Regions from separate parts of the Mus musculus genome. Here all the other regions are linked to region 3. Evidence: chromatin contacts called from public HiChIP or PLAC-seq data. All regions are on one chromosome and are shown on one strand. The core of a region is the stretch at or near the end of the contact, and the rest is flanking DNA. Distances in the headings are between cores, read along the strand shown.

The links. HiChIP or PLAC-seq counts read pairs in DNA pulled down with a chosen protein or histone mark.
Region 1: a FOXA1 HiChIP or PLAC-seq map of pancreatic cancer cells shows a contact between it and region 3. The contact joins two enhancer-like sites. A contact is called at or near these places in 3 of 484 Hi-C or Micro-C datasets (adipose-derived mesenchymal stem cells, cortical neurons and myocytes), 2 of 115 datasets of contacts at active chromatin or transcription factors (bone marrow-derived macrophages and pancreatic cancer cells) and 1 of 9 other capture datasets (embryonic stem cells).
Region 2: an H3K4me3 HiChIP or PLAC-seq map of bone marrow-derived macrophages shows a contact between it and region 3, with 6 times the contacts expected there. The contact joins two enhancer-like sites. A contact is called at or near these places in 2 of 115 datasets of contacts at active chromatin or transcription factors (bone marrow-derived macrophages and pancreatic cancer cells) and 1 of 9 other capture datasets (embryonic stem cells).

What each region holds. Positions count from the first base shown.
Region 1 is chr8:127,181,660-127,186,193 of GRCm38.p6, reverse strand. All of the region lies in intron 2 of Pard3 (par-3 family cell polarity regulator), which reads right to left. Among named protein-coding and RNA genes, the nearest start is that of Pard3, 120 kb to the right of the region's middle. Within about 2 kb of position 2,068, at least 40 of the 459 cell types and tissues checked have an H3K27ac peak or open chromatin away from gene starts, as enhancers often do. A contact at or near this core is called in pancreatic cancer cells, where this site is marked.
Region 2 is chr8:127,315,863-127,320,134 of GRCm38.p6, reverse strand. The region is part of intron 4 of Pard3 (par-3 family cell polarity regulator); the gene reads right to left. Among named protein-coding and RNA genes, the nearest start is that of Gm9909, 140 kb to the left of the region's middle. Within about 2 kb of position 1,549, at least 43 of the 459 cell types and tissues checked have an H3K27ac peak or open chromatin away from gene starts, as enhancers often do. A contact at or near this core is called in bone marrow-derived macrophages and pancreatic cancer cells, where this site is marked.
Region 3 is chr8:128,162,232-128,166,999 of GRCm38.p6, reverse strand. No RefSeq gene overlaps it. Among named protein-coding and RNA genes, the nearest start is that of Mir21c, 110 kb to the left of the region's middle. Within about 2 kb of position 1,864, at least 69 of the 459 cell types and tissues checked have an H3K27ac peak or open chromatin away from gene starts, as enhancers often do. A contact at or near this core is called in bone marrow-derived macrophages and pancreatic cancer cells, where this site is marked.

The DNA.
Region 1 (4,534 bases), core at 819-3,318, 980 kb after region 3:
CGTACTTTAACAGCAACACCACAGAGTACCCTATCTCACCCCAGCAGTCCCTGGTACCACTCCACACTTCAAAGAACACAGTGGCAGTCCAGCAGGGAGACAACACACCACCATCACGTGCCATTATCATCATGGAAGTCAGCCATGTGAGGACTCTGTTCTGTAAACACTTTTTTTCACCGGTGAGCACCTGCTTGATGGCTAAACATAGGAGTGCTCACTGGCTTCTTAACTACCGCTTCTGGTATAGATCTGGCCCCTCTTCGGGTCTCACACCCCTCTCAGTCCTCTCAGACCATTGATCCACACCACCTGCCCCTGGGTACTTAACATATACTTTTGTTTTAGGGGAAAAAAAAAACAACTTTATAAATAACACTTTTGTCCTTTCTCTTCTGCCAGTAGAACTAAAGTTGATCTCTTTCTATATGAGTACAAACTTCTCTCTCTCTCTCTCTCTCTCTCTCTCTCTCTCTCTCTCTCTCTGCTGAGCTACACCACCAATCCCAACTACTACTACTTCTTTGCCTTCACCAGCAATAACAATTTCACAAGAAGAACTTAAACTTTTTTTTTCTTCTGCGTGTAAGAATCACACTGAAGAACGATCCATTATTCATCCCTTCCTAGAATAAACCCGCATGGCCTAGGACTCCCTACATAATAAGTAGCAAGCCGGAAGCTGCATCCCTTTAGAGTGACGGCTTGTCTTTTATCAAGGCTACACCTCACATCCAGAAGATGCACTGTAGGTATCAGTGGGGCATCTACTGACAGGAAATATGTAAAGCACATAAGGAAAGCGACGGTGAGAGTCTGTCGGGCAAAGCTTTAGCAAACTCAGCAATCTTACAAATATTCCCCAGACTTGGAGTAATTCTGCAGTCTGCCACATAAAACAGGAAAGGCAGTGAAAATGGAAACTTTGAAAGATGTTTTTTCCTTTGAGTGCGCAGGAGCAGATCTTTACCTGACACAAAATCAAACCGCTGCCAGAGCTCATAGTCTCAAAAGCTCCTTGTAGCCCTAATTACTTTGTGATTTCCAGCTGCTGTGAAAAGGTGAGGGCTTTGCTTGCTGCCTTCTGGTGACTATTAATGGTTGACAAGAACTACTGGAGAGAAATCCCAGGATGAGTGAATTGTGGCAAGCACTCCACAAAGGAAAGAAAGAACAACACACTTGGAAATCCAACTTTGTCCTGTGTAGACAGCAGATACTGTGGTGGAATGTAGCTGCTGCCTCAGTAGCCTAAATTAAAATTTCAAAGAATGACGTCAAGGAGCAGAATCGAGGGGGTTCCTCCAGGTTCAGGATGTATGCAGATCTGCATCAATTCCAGAGAGAAACACAATATGCAGTTCTCACATAAAATACTCAAAAATACATGTTTATCAACAGAAAAACTCTCCTTATCCCAGGGTCACCACGAGTCTGTGCACAGGTATGAGGACTATGTCTGACTTAAACAGACTGAAGGTTCATGCTTCATTATCTTCAAACACATACACAGTCATCGTAACAGATGTGGCAATTTTAAGTCAGCTTCAAAGACATTCTTGAGAGAAAATCCAACAACCTTCATGAATGTTTGATAGCTTATTTTTTAATATTGATGTAATCCGTGTTACTCCCAGTGCCAAGAGCTATAGTGCATGTTGGGGATGCTGCTAGGTGTCTTTGATAAAAGTCCTGTGACATTACACAATCCAAATAATATACAAAAATATGGAAATAGTGTATCTCCCCAGGTGACACTTTAACAGACACCCAGCTGTTTCAGATGGCCTATCATTTAATACTTCCTGGCCAGGTCAGAATTCCTGCCGCTCCTTGGAAAGCAGCCAGGGTAAACTTACAGCCACTGACAAGTCCTCCACAAACAGGAAAGCAACATCATCAGCTTTAAATATGCCCACAGAGCTACAAAGGCTGAGACGGAGGGTCCAAGTTCAGCAGATTTCAGGACTTCAAAGGACTTACAGCTGCCAACAGACGGCTATGCAGGCAGCCAGGGGCAGGCTTGGCTTTGCACAAATATTTACCCAGATTTGCAACTCAACCACAAAGCTAATAGTCCCAAGCATATCTATCACCAGAGGTCCGGGACAGGGCACTACAGCACTCCACAGCACACAGGGGGAGAACCAGAAAGGTCACTGTTTTTGTACTTGTCTTGATGATGAGAGAGGGCCTAGCAAACTCTGAGACTTAAGAGTTTAGTTTTGGAAACTCTCTTGCCAGCCAGCTCGGTACACTACCATCACTTAGGTCAGAAGGAGGAAAAGAGTGTGTGTGTGTGTGTGTGTGTGTGTGTGTGTGTGTGTAGACAGACAGATGGACACAGAGAGAGACAGACAAACAGACGGACACACACACACACACACACACACACACAAAGGGAGCAGACAAAAGCCAAGCATATCCTGACCACACTTTGGCAGTGGGTGCACTGGAGTGGCTAAGCAGCTGCCATCACCATCCAGTGAGTGTGGGAAAAGTTCTATGTCCACGCATGTGCAGGGAAACATGGTATCCAGAGACTGCACAGACACCTGCTCATCTCCCTTCCACAGAATTAGGCAAATGGCAAAAATTAATGCAGTAACACTTCCCACATATTCTTTCTTTTGGTCTGAGGAAAGAAGGAACCTTATTCCCAGCATCTTTCCCTTAATACTGAGCACCCATTGTCCCTTGAGTCTCCTTCCTAAGAGGGAATCAAGCCAGCTGTTTCTCTGCCATCCAAGGCATTACCTACTGAGCCAAAAGTGGCTACACACAGGGAGGACAGAAAGAGAATCTGGGCATGGTGGTATAAGGTTATAACCGTAGCACTTGGGAAAATGAGGCAGGAGGTCCAACCGTTACCCAAAATAAATACAGACAAACAGAGCAGGAACTGAAGATGTCCGGAGAGCCACCACAGTGATGCTCCCTATCCTCGGTAACCACTGGGACTACCAGCCTAGTCCTCAAGGGACCTGGAAGTTCTCCTCAGCCAACCCAATGTGACAACAGTCTTCAAGATGCCAATAAAGCCCCCTAGCACAGATGACTCCCAAGTCCTTCTCAGCACACAGCTGCTCTGCAAAACCAAAGTGCCGTTTCGTTCTCCTGAAGTAGAACTGGGACACCTGTGCGGTTCCAAGGCTAACACAAAGCTCTCACCTAGGACCTGAGACACCATGAAGCAACCACTGTGCTGTGCAGAGCCACCCCATTCCCAGGAGAGTGGATCTCAGCATTAAGTCACACTGAGCAAGTACTGGGGGCCTCACCTGAGGCTGGCTGTACATAGGTCTAACAGTGCATACTGAGGTGAGGCCCAGCTTTTAGTGAAGATGTGCCATGTTCATTTCCTTGGGTCCTTCACGTTCTGTATGGAGAAGCACAGGGCAAAGCCACTAACTGGCCGCCTCCCTCATGCAGGCATCTCGGGTTTTCCTCAGAAAACCCATTATCCCTGATATTCTTCCCAACCTTCCCTTGCCGGTTTCCCACTTCTCAGTGCAGTTGTGCAATTGAAACAGATTTTTAGGCCTGGTCAGTATCCTTGAAGGAACAGGCAAAACCAAGGCAGAGAAATTTCCAGCAGACACCCCCACGATAACCTACACTTCCCACACTGCTCACAGAAGCTGTGCGATGGCCTCACTCAAATGGAGCAAGGAGAAGATGCACCTGTGTGTGCTCACAGGCTCCCAAACAGCATCAAATGAACAGACATATTCTGGGGAAAGGGAATCAGTCAGTCCAGGCCTAAGTACAGCCATGTACAGTGATTAGTCAAACTCCTCAATCAAACAGAGGAGCTTGTACAAATTCGCAAGCAGACTTGTCAGGAAACTGTTTAAAAGTTGTCAGCTAAAGAAAGTGGTGCTGGTGGGGTGCAGATGTGACGGCTAAAGACTTGCCAGAGTGGCAGAACTCAGAGTTCTGAGAGAGGATAATGAGGGAAAAATGTTCCGAGTGTGGGGGCAGACCTGCTGAAAAAGAAAGACTGTGTTTCATAAGATCCAACAACAGATGAGTCCCAGTAGCTTCCACCCCAATACCCAATAATGACTTCCTCAATTCCCCAGAGATTAGTAATCATCACCAGAAAGAACTGAACTCCTTCTTTGTTTAGACAAAACCCCTCCTTAGGAACTAGCAGTTTCTACAATGAACTCTGGAAACAGCATAGCATCAATGGCCTAGCCATGATCAAGAGCTGACATTCTTTAAAGAAAGAGGAAGGTACTGAGATTGGGCTATGGAAATGCACAGAGGTTAGGCTGACCCACAGGACCCTGAGAAAGCCACAGTGTGTCCACAACATTTGGTCAAAAAGCAGATTTTGCCACCTCTGACCCTGATGACTATCAGATGAAACTTCAGGGCAAAAATAAGATTCCAGGAAGAGACAGTGCAGTGCATGGTGCGCAGACATGAACACTAGTCATGGGGGGATGCTCATACGCTGAGCCCCAGTAACACAAGACATGAGCCCACAAGACAATCTGTAGGCATATATTTTTCTCAACCAACT
Region 2 (4,272 bases), core at 300-2,799, 850 kb after region 3:
GAGTACACACAGGAGAAAGGTCCTAGAAGTGTATTCTGGGTTTATGGGGAGAGCATATGGGGAAATATCGAATATGAAATGCTTTGCTCTACCATAACACAATGTGGTTGGTCATGATTGCCCATTGAAGTATGTATAGTACACTCTATTTTCATTTGCAACACATTTGGGGATGGTATTTTAAAACACGGCTGTCTTAAACCTTATCTATGCCAGATCACATATACTCGTTTGTAGATTCTAACTACCAAACGTGAAAATTTCCAATCATTTTCAGGGTTGGAGTGGGCTCAGTGGTTAAGAGGTCCTGAGTTCAATTCTCAGGAACCACATGGTGGCTCAAGACCACTATAAGGGCACCTGTTGCCCTCTTTCTGACATGCGAGTATACACACAGCAATGCTCTCGTACAGTCAATTAATAAATCAATAAATGGAAACATAAAGCAGTACTTTCAATCTTATACAACCCAACTTAGAAAGAGAGGAAAACTAAGCTATCAAATCTTCTTTGTTCCATATTTTTGTGGAACCCCCACAAAATGTTAATAATAAATTAGAAAACATCACTTCAAATCTTTTTCACTCCCTGATCAAAGCAATACAAAAATTCTATACACTATAAATACTCAAACAAGATAAAAAATTTTATTTAGGTATTTTGGTCATCATATAAAATTATGCTGAGCATGGGAGCACACGCCTGTTACCCCGGTACAAGGAAGACCGAGGCAGAAGGATCACAGCAGGTCTGAGGCCATCCTGAGTACCTAGATAGCGTGTTCTCAGCCAGTTTAGGCTGCAGAGTGAGATGAACGAATGAATGAATCTGTGGACGGTGCAGATATCATAATGATTTATTAAACCATAAAACAGTAATGACCACTGAGTTTGCTAATGACAAGCAATGATTTATTACAGTTAAGTTAGGACTTCATCTAAAAGATTAGATATGAAAAATAATATAAGGACCCACTATCCCTTTTTTAACATTATAATATAAAGTTTCCACAGAAGAGGCAGCCCCAAACAGTCGCTAGTCTTCAATAGGAAGGACAGCACCTCTTGTCAGAGAAGCAGGTGTGGCTGCTGTGATCAGGGACTCTCCTGTCATGAATGCTTTATGGGCATCAGCAGGTGTGAAAAGTCCCTGGCCTGGGAAATGCATATTAACTTTCAGCTCCCTGGCAAGCTGCTTGTGGGATATACCTCTTCCGGGGGAGGCAGGGAGGGGTATTCTACTATACTTCCCCTGAAGCCAACCACAATTCAACAAGAAGAAATTCCACAGCACCATCCACTCCTGACAGCAGCTTTGTCTCAGAAAACCAACAGCCCACCTTCCCCACAATGCCATGAACACGCAGATTGTTCACCATGACCATGGAGGTGAGGGACGCTCCTGTTACCGGCACAGAAAGACCAGTTACAATCTGGGCCGGTTCTGTGCAGAAACTCCTGACATATTTTGAAAAAAAATCACCAAGTCTCACAATATTGTAAAATACAAAACACTCAACACATAAAATCTTCACATTCCCCTTCTGTGAATCAGATGATCCCAAGGGCTCCCACGTGACATTAAGACTTTTAAAATCACACAGTTTTCAACCCAGAACTTGTGACTTAAAAATAATTCAATTTTGTACTTCAACAACAAGAACTACTACTACTGCTTCTTTTTCCTCCTCCTCTTCTTCCTCCTCCCCTCATCCTCCTCCCCTCCTTCCTTCTTCTCTTCCTCCTCTCCTCTTCCTCTTTCTTCTCCTCCTCTTTTCATCCCCCCTCCTCTCCCTCCTCCTCCTTTTCCTCTTCCTCCTCCTGTTCTTCCTCTTCTCCCTCTTCCTCCTCCTCTTCTCTTGCTCCTCCCTTTCCTCCTTCTCTTCTCTTGCTCCTCCCTTTCCTCCTCCTCCAATACATTTATTCATTCAGGCAAGGGCATATACATATGGAAGACAAAGGCCAACTTGAAGGAATCAGTTTCCTCTTTCTGTCTTCTATGTCCAAGGGACAGCCATATTCAGTGTGTCAGACTTTACATGCTGAGTCATCCCAGCAACCTCAGCTTATCATTCCTTCCAGAAATGATTCCCAAGAGCAACAAAAGCTATTTTTAGGATATTTAACCAGAAACTATAATCCTGGTTTACCCGTCATAAGAAAGTTCAACAGCTACCTTGTAAATAAGGGCAGAGAGCTTATAGTAGTTGTTATCAGTGTAGACCAATTAGATCCTCACTAAAACAGTTAGAAATAAGGAAATGATGGACCCTGTGCCAAATACAATATGGGTTTAATATTCCTTTTGCAAAATGTTTGGAGCTAGTGTTTTAGATACCACCATCGCTACCGCCACTCAGATTTGAGGGTATCTGTGGGAATTGCATACATTGAGGCAACTCGGGGGTGGAAATCAAATACAAATTTCACTTAGTTTTCACAGGTGCCCTGAGAGCTGAAGTGCAGCCTTCTTACCTGTAACTTAGTTTTCTGGTCAGTGGTTGGTGACTGTGTTCCTCTTAGACAAGAAAACCATCTCCAGGAATACATATCAACATGGGCTAGAAACATGGATGGATCCTGTACAAAGAGGGCCTGGCAGAACTAGTGACTCAGGAAGACAATTAAAGGAACCAGATTCCTAGATGTCTCAGGAGTCAGCAGACTGAATTAGAGAGCAGATCTGACATCCAGTGACAAACACTCAAACTCTTAGGCTCTTCTGTTTGGAGCACCTTCCCCAATCATTCCTTATTTTCTTCGGTAGCCCAGAATGCCAGGAAATTTTCTTATGCACTTTTTTTTTCAATGCCAGGGATCGACTCTGGACTTTAACATGCTAGGTAGCGCTCTGCCCCAAAGCCATACATGGTTTGGACACTGGAGGGGAGACTGGAGAGCATCCAACTTATCCTCTGTCTATCTGAAGGAAGAAACCAACCAGACAAGTTCTCTAGGACATGCTAGGCAAGATGTGAGCCAACCGGCAGTCCCTCCGGGAATCCGGCCACTGCACCCCATTCCTCAAGGGTTTCTGAGTAAGAAGAAGACACACATAACTACTTTTCAAATACTTAATAGTTAGCTTACATGATATCCAACAATTCCTAGAGCCCAACCCTCTAAGTTTTCTTTTTAAAGAATTATTTATTTTATGTATATGAGTACACTGTAGCTGTCTTCAGACACACCAGAAGAGGGCATCAAATCTCATTACAGATGGTTGTGAGCCACCATGTGGCTGCTGGAAATTGAACCCAGGACCTCTGGAAGAGCAGTCCGTGCTCTTGACCGCTGAGACATCTCTCCAGCCCCTTCCTAAGTTTTTATACACATGTGTGGCAAAACAACTATGCAGCCCCTACTGAGGAATTACATTTATGTAGAGATGGCTGGACACCAGGACATACTATCTAATCTTCAGAAATCCACAGTAAAGTGTCTTCTGGGAAACTGTCTATGACAAGAACCTCGTTCCACACACCAGTAGGAAGCTCTTCTTTCTCTCAGAAAACAAGCCAAGGGCAGTGAGAAGCACAACCCAAAAGGGGAATTTACATTTTTTTCTGAGTTACAAAAGTGCTTTCTCCTGACATCTGATATAATTACAAAACAGAGCTGTAGGACAGCCAGTGATAACAAAAGCTTTCATAGTCTCATTTTCGAGGTCCTTCAAAGAAAGCCACACGGGCACTTAACGTCCCTGGATTGGCCGCACTAGACAAGCAGCATTTGTCATACCAGAGAAGGCTGGACTACTGTTTAACCACACACTCATCTTCATTAGGTTCCTAAGGCTGTGATTAAAACACCAGAACCAAAAGCAACTTGGGGAGGAAAGGGTTTATTTCAGCTCACACATCCAAATAACAGCCCATCATTGAGGGAAGTGAGGGCAGGAAGCTGGAGGCAGGAACTGAAGCAGAAACCACTGAGGAGAGCTGCTGACTAGCTGGTTCCTCGAGCCTTCATCAGCTTGTTTTCTTAAGCCATCCAGGACCACCTCCCTAGGGGTAGTTAGCCCACAGAACCATACCTACCTACATCAATCATTAATCACACACACACACACACACACACACACACACACACACACACACCCCTACAAACTTCCCTACAGGCTTATTGGCAGCTGTTTCTCAATTAAGATTCTTTCTCTCTTTTTTTTTTTTTTCCTTCAGGCAATTCTAACCTGTGCCAAGCTGGCAATAAACTGCCCAGGTCAACTCTTTCAACTAACTGTAAAAGGAGAAATCACAACAAAGTACTTCAC
Region 3 (4,768 bases), core at 615-3,114:
TGATGAAGTTGCTAGATCTGCAATCTAAACTAGCAGCAGAATGCCATTAAACCCTAGGCATGGAGTGCACTGGAGTTTACCTCTCTGAAGTGAATGCAGATTACCATTTTAATAATGTGCAGTTTTGTTAAATGTTAATAGTGGCCCTGAGTTCATCCTGGCTCACAATTTCTGAAAGGCAGAAGATTCACCTTGGAATTGAGCATCCATGAGAAAGAATCCATCAAACAAATGCATCCCTCTTCATCTTGGGCTAATTTTATCCCACAGTCCCTGGCTATCTGCAAGCTGCCTAAGTGATTCACGGTGCATTTTCACATTGCTTTTTATTCAAAGAATAAACGTGAATTATCTTGTTTACTGTCACCACAGCTTGGCAATTATTATTAGCTCCATCTTATATTTGGAAAAATAGAAGTTCGAGATCCTTCAAGAGTCACAGTTGAGGAGAGACAAAGAGCAAATCTCATGGGGAATACTCACAGGACTTAGACTTCATAGGTGTTTCAGATAGAGATGCTCCCATCAATGATCATCCAGCTAACCTCATCATTTTGAGGGTGAGGATGGGGATGTCAGGACTGTTCCAGTGTTCTATTTAGCAAACTTAAATACTCTCGGTTTCATTTCCACTTCCTGAGTTTGAGATGAGAATACTTTCAGTAGCTGTTTTCTAATAATAGGACTCTCATAACCGCTAATGGGATTGTGCCAGAGTGGGTGGAAGCCTCAGTGTAATGTCTAGCTAACGTATATGCCAGTCATGCTGAAGAGGGCACTGGGTGGGGGCTGAGCCAGACTACCATCTCTTGTAGGACATTTGTTTGCTTCCTGTAAACGGGCCTCAGGCCTGCTTTTGGATCAGTATCTCTACCTCTAAAATTAGGTGTTGCACTAAATCTTTAACGTTCTTAGAGTCTTACGTGCCACCGTTCTCACTTTCTTTATATAAAATTTTCAAGTGCATAATATACACATATGTCATAGGAATGCAAATTTGCAGACACTATAGAGAGAGGGGGGAAAAAGCAGAAAGTAGAAATGGAAGATTCCAGGGCAGTTGACTATATTTCAAGGTAAGTGTTCTCTAAGGAGAAAAATGATTCCATTCTTCTTAATGTGCTTTTTAGAAGGCGATAGATTCTGGGCACCTGGTATCTTGTCTATTTCCTTTCCGGAGTTTTGAAGTTTGTTCTTTGAAAGTGGTATCAAAGTCTGTCACCTGATGTGGTTGTTAGGTTCATTGTCAACTTGACACAGACTAGAGTCATCTGGGAAGATAGAACTTCAGTTGAGAAAATGGCTCCATAAGATTGGCCTGTAGGCAAGTCTGTGGAACATTTTCTTGATTAATGATTGATATGCAAGGACCCAGCTCATGGTGGGCCATGCCATCCCTAGGAAGTTAGTCTTTAGTTGTATAAAAAAATCAACTTGAGCAAGCCTTAGGAAACAAGTCAGTAAGTGTTTCTCCATGTTCTCTGCTGCAGTTCTTGCTAGAGTGCCTGTCCTAGCTTCTCTTTATAATGGACTGTGATTGAGATGAGTAAGCCAAAAAAAACTCTTCCCTCCCCATGTTTGTTGACCATGGTATCTGTATTGTGGCAGTGAGAAGCAAACTAGAACACCTGGTTATTGTGGTTGCTTTGCTCATGGGAGGACTTAGGATATGTAACTCCATCACACTGAAGAAGGAAAGGGCAGACTTGTTTCTGAATGAAGTTCCCTGAGTTCATCTGCACCGTGGAATGATGACTTGGTTCCACAACACTCATCAGCTATGCTCCTGCCGTCACACATGGAGGAGTATGAGGTTGTGACTCAGTCCTACCACATTCCTCTAGCAAGGGTCCCACGCCATCACAGATGGGGGAGTATGACTCAGTCCTACCACGTTCTTCTGGCAATGATCACAGCATTGCAGATGGAGCTCTGTAAGCCTGACTCTAGAAAAGTGTGAGTCAGGATGAATTATGAGAGTCGGCAGGCCTACAAACACTTTCTTTAATAATTAGCCTAAGGTGAAGGGGGGACTAAACTCACTAAACTCCCATTTCATACCACCCAAACCATGTACTGCTAATATCTGACTGAGCACAGAAATCCATCTTCAGGTGATGCGGCTTAAAACCTCATTTGTAAAGCACAGCCTGAAGGGCTTCCAGCAAAGAGTGAAGGGCTGTAAACACTGCTTTTGGGCTCCATCATCTCTTTGGGGGACACCATAGGTCACTGATCAGAGCCTTACAGCTGTGGTTGAATGCACCTTGGAGAGAGCCCATAGGCAAACACAACATGGGTATATGTTCCCAGAGGGAAAGGAGAGTCCCTCATCATACACACAAACTCTGTGCTTTCCTTATACAGGCTCACAAAAGCCAAAGTGCAGAAAGCATAATGTCTCCATAACCCTTCAATGAGACAAAGTGAGGTCTGTGTCACTGCCTTGGCAGGTTGGTACTCAGATGTAGTAATTGAACTGTGCAGACAAATCCTTATCCATGCCAGTTTAGAAACCTGCTTTATGAAGCTATTGGGAAAAACTCTCAGGAAAAACAGAAACAAGAATCTCCTAGTCTACCTGTCAATGTTTGTTGTGTATCTACAGTCTGGAGGGAGTTACTGTGAGGCACACTGGGAAGAGCTAAGTATGTGGGGTAGTTCCAGCTCTTAGAATCTTCCAGTCTAGCTCAAAAGGCAACATAGCTGAACAGATGATCCTGGGAAGGGCATTGCAAGTAAACAAAAATGATGAGTTGATGGAGCTCAAAGCAGGAACTGTGAAGGGGGTTGTAGAAGTCAAGAGATATTTCTCAGAATTGGGCTGGAGATAATGATCATTTGGCACAGTGCTTGTCTAATGAAGGTGTTCACCCCTAATCCCTGCACTAGGGAGTCAGAAGCAGGAGGAGCACAAGTTCAAAGTCATCCTTCCAACATAGTGAGTTCAAGGATGCTTGAGATCCTGTGTCAAAGACTCAAAGAAGGCAGAGGAAGGGCAGTGGGAAGGTGAAAGGTAGAGAAGGAGAGAGAATGTGGGGGTAAAGGAGGAGTGATGGAGAGTGAGAAGAGGAGGAGAGGGAGAGATGAAGAGCTTTACAGAAAGAGGGAAGAGAAGGAGAAAGAAAGAGAAGGAGAAAGGGAAGGGAAGAAGAGGGGTCAGCCATGGAGCATGTCTTAGGAGGAGCTGAGAGTGTGGCTGTATAGTAGACACTTTGTGTGTGACCTGGAGACTTCTCTACACTCCTGGGCAATGACTCTGTCAACTTATGTCATTTCCCCTGGACTTGTCATGGTTCATTTATTTTTCTTTTTGAAATCCCTGGATTCTACAGAAAAGGTCATCCAGCAAAATCTAAGACTTCATCTACCTAGTGCTTTGTGCCACAGAGCTGAGGTGGAGCCTTCAGAAAAAGTCACTGAAACCATGTACCAGTCAATCAGTGCAAGGATTTGGTCTATCAGGTAGCCTCTAAACTCCAGGGTCAAATGAAAAGAAGCCAGCTCTCAGATGGGCATGGCCTAGCTCTCCATCATACATGCCATCAGACATGGGCTAGTTCAGTGGAGTCAAGCATTGACTCCAGTCTGCATCTGCCTTTCCCCTTTCCTTGAGGAATGTTGAGAACTGGGCACTAAGAACTGAAGTAAACATCAAGATAAACCAATGTTCAACCCACTTGCCTCAGTATAATGTAGAATTCTGGGCTGCAGCTTTGGCTTGTTAATAGGACTGGGCTTAGAAAATCATGGTAAGCATTCTCCCTTCCCTCATTCTCTCTGCTCTTCACCTTCTTATCCCTATTTCCTTCCCTTCTACCCTCTCTTTTCTCAGTTTTCAATATAGCACACAAGGTCAAGGGTTTCATGATGAAAATTTCACACACATATGTCACACACTTTGCCAACCTATTTCCTGTCTGCCTTTATATCAGGTTGATGATCTGTGTGCATAACTATGCACACACACACACACACACACACACACACACAGAGCAAGACAGTCAGAGAGAGACAAAGAGTATATGTGTGAGGAAGAAGATATGAGATTTATCTTTCTGAGTCTGGCTTATTTTTCATCACATATTCTTTCTCCTGTTTTCATTCTTTTGTTCTTTCATTTATTCTTTTCTCTTAGTAGACACTGGTGTTTGTCAGGCCTGCATTACAGTGGGGCTCTCTATATAGAAATGAAATATTGATCCCTTGTCTCTGAGACTCTGCATGCTCTGCTCCCTTCACACCACAGCCATGACCCAGGTCCAGCTCAGGAAAATGCCCAGGGGATTGAAATCCCCTGAATGGCTCTTCAGCTGAAATTTTTCCTACAAAAGCATCTGACGGTTTCAAGAATGAGAAGGGATGGACTTTTCCCAGCAAAGATGAGTACAACCCATAGTGCCAATTTCTCTCTTCCCACCCACAAAGTTGGTCAGCACTGGATCATTTGGGTACCACAGGTATGCAGAAGAGCCTGGGTGGCCAGCAGGCAGTGGCTGGGAGATTCTCATTGCTACCTAGCATGTGTTAGGCTCTCAGACCAAAATAGCAAGAACAGCAGCATGAGAGCCAGGGCTGTGTGGGTCCCAGGCAGAAAATGAGCAATACATCCTGGGTGACAGGGCCAAAAATCATTAGCCTAAACTGAGCAGGAGGTCTGGGGTTCCTGGAAGCTTGTCCTTCATAAAGAGACTATGCATTTTGGTCGCTAAGTCTGGCAGATGTCCTTTAACCAATTTTTAAAAAGCTAACATCACTGATATTTGGA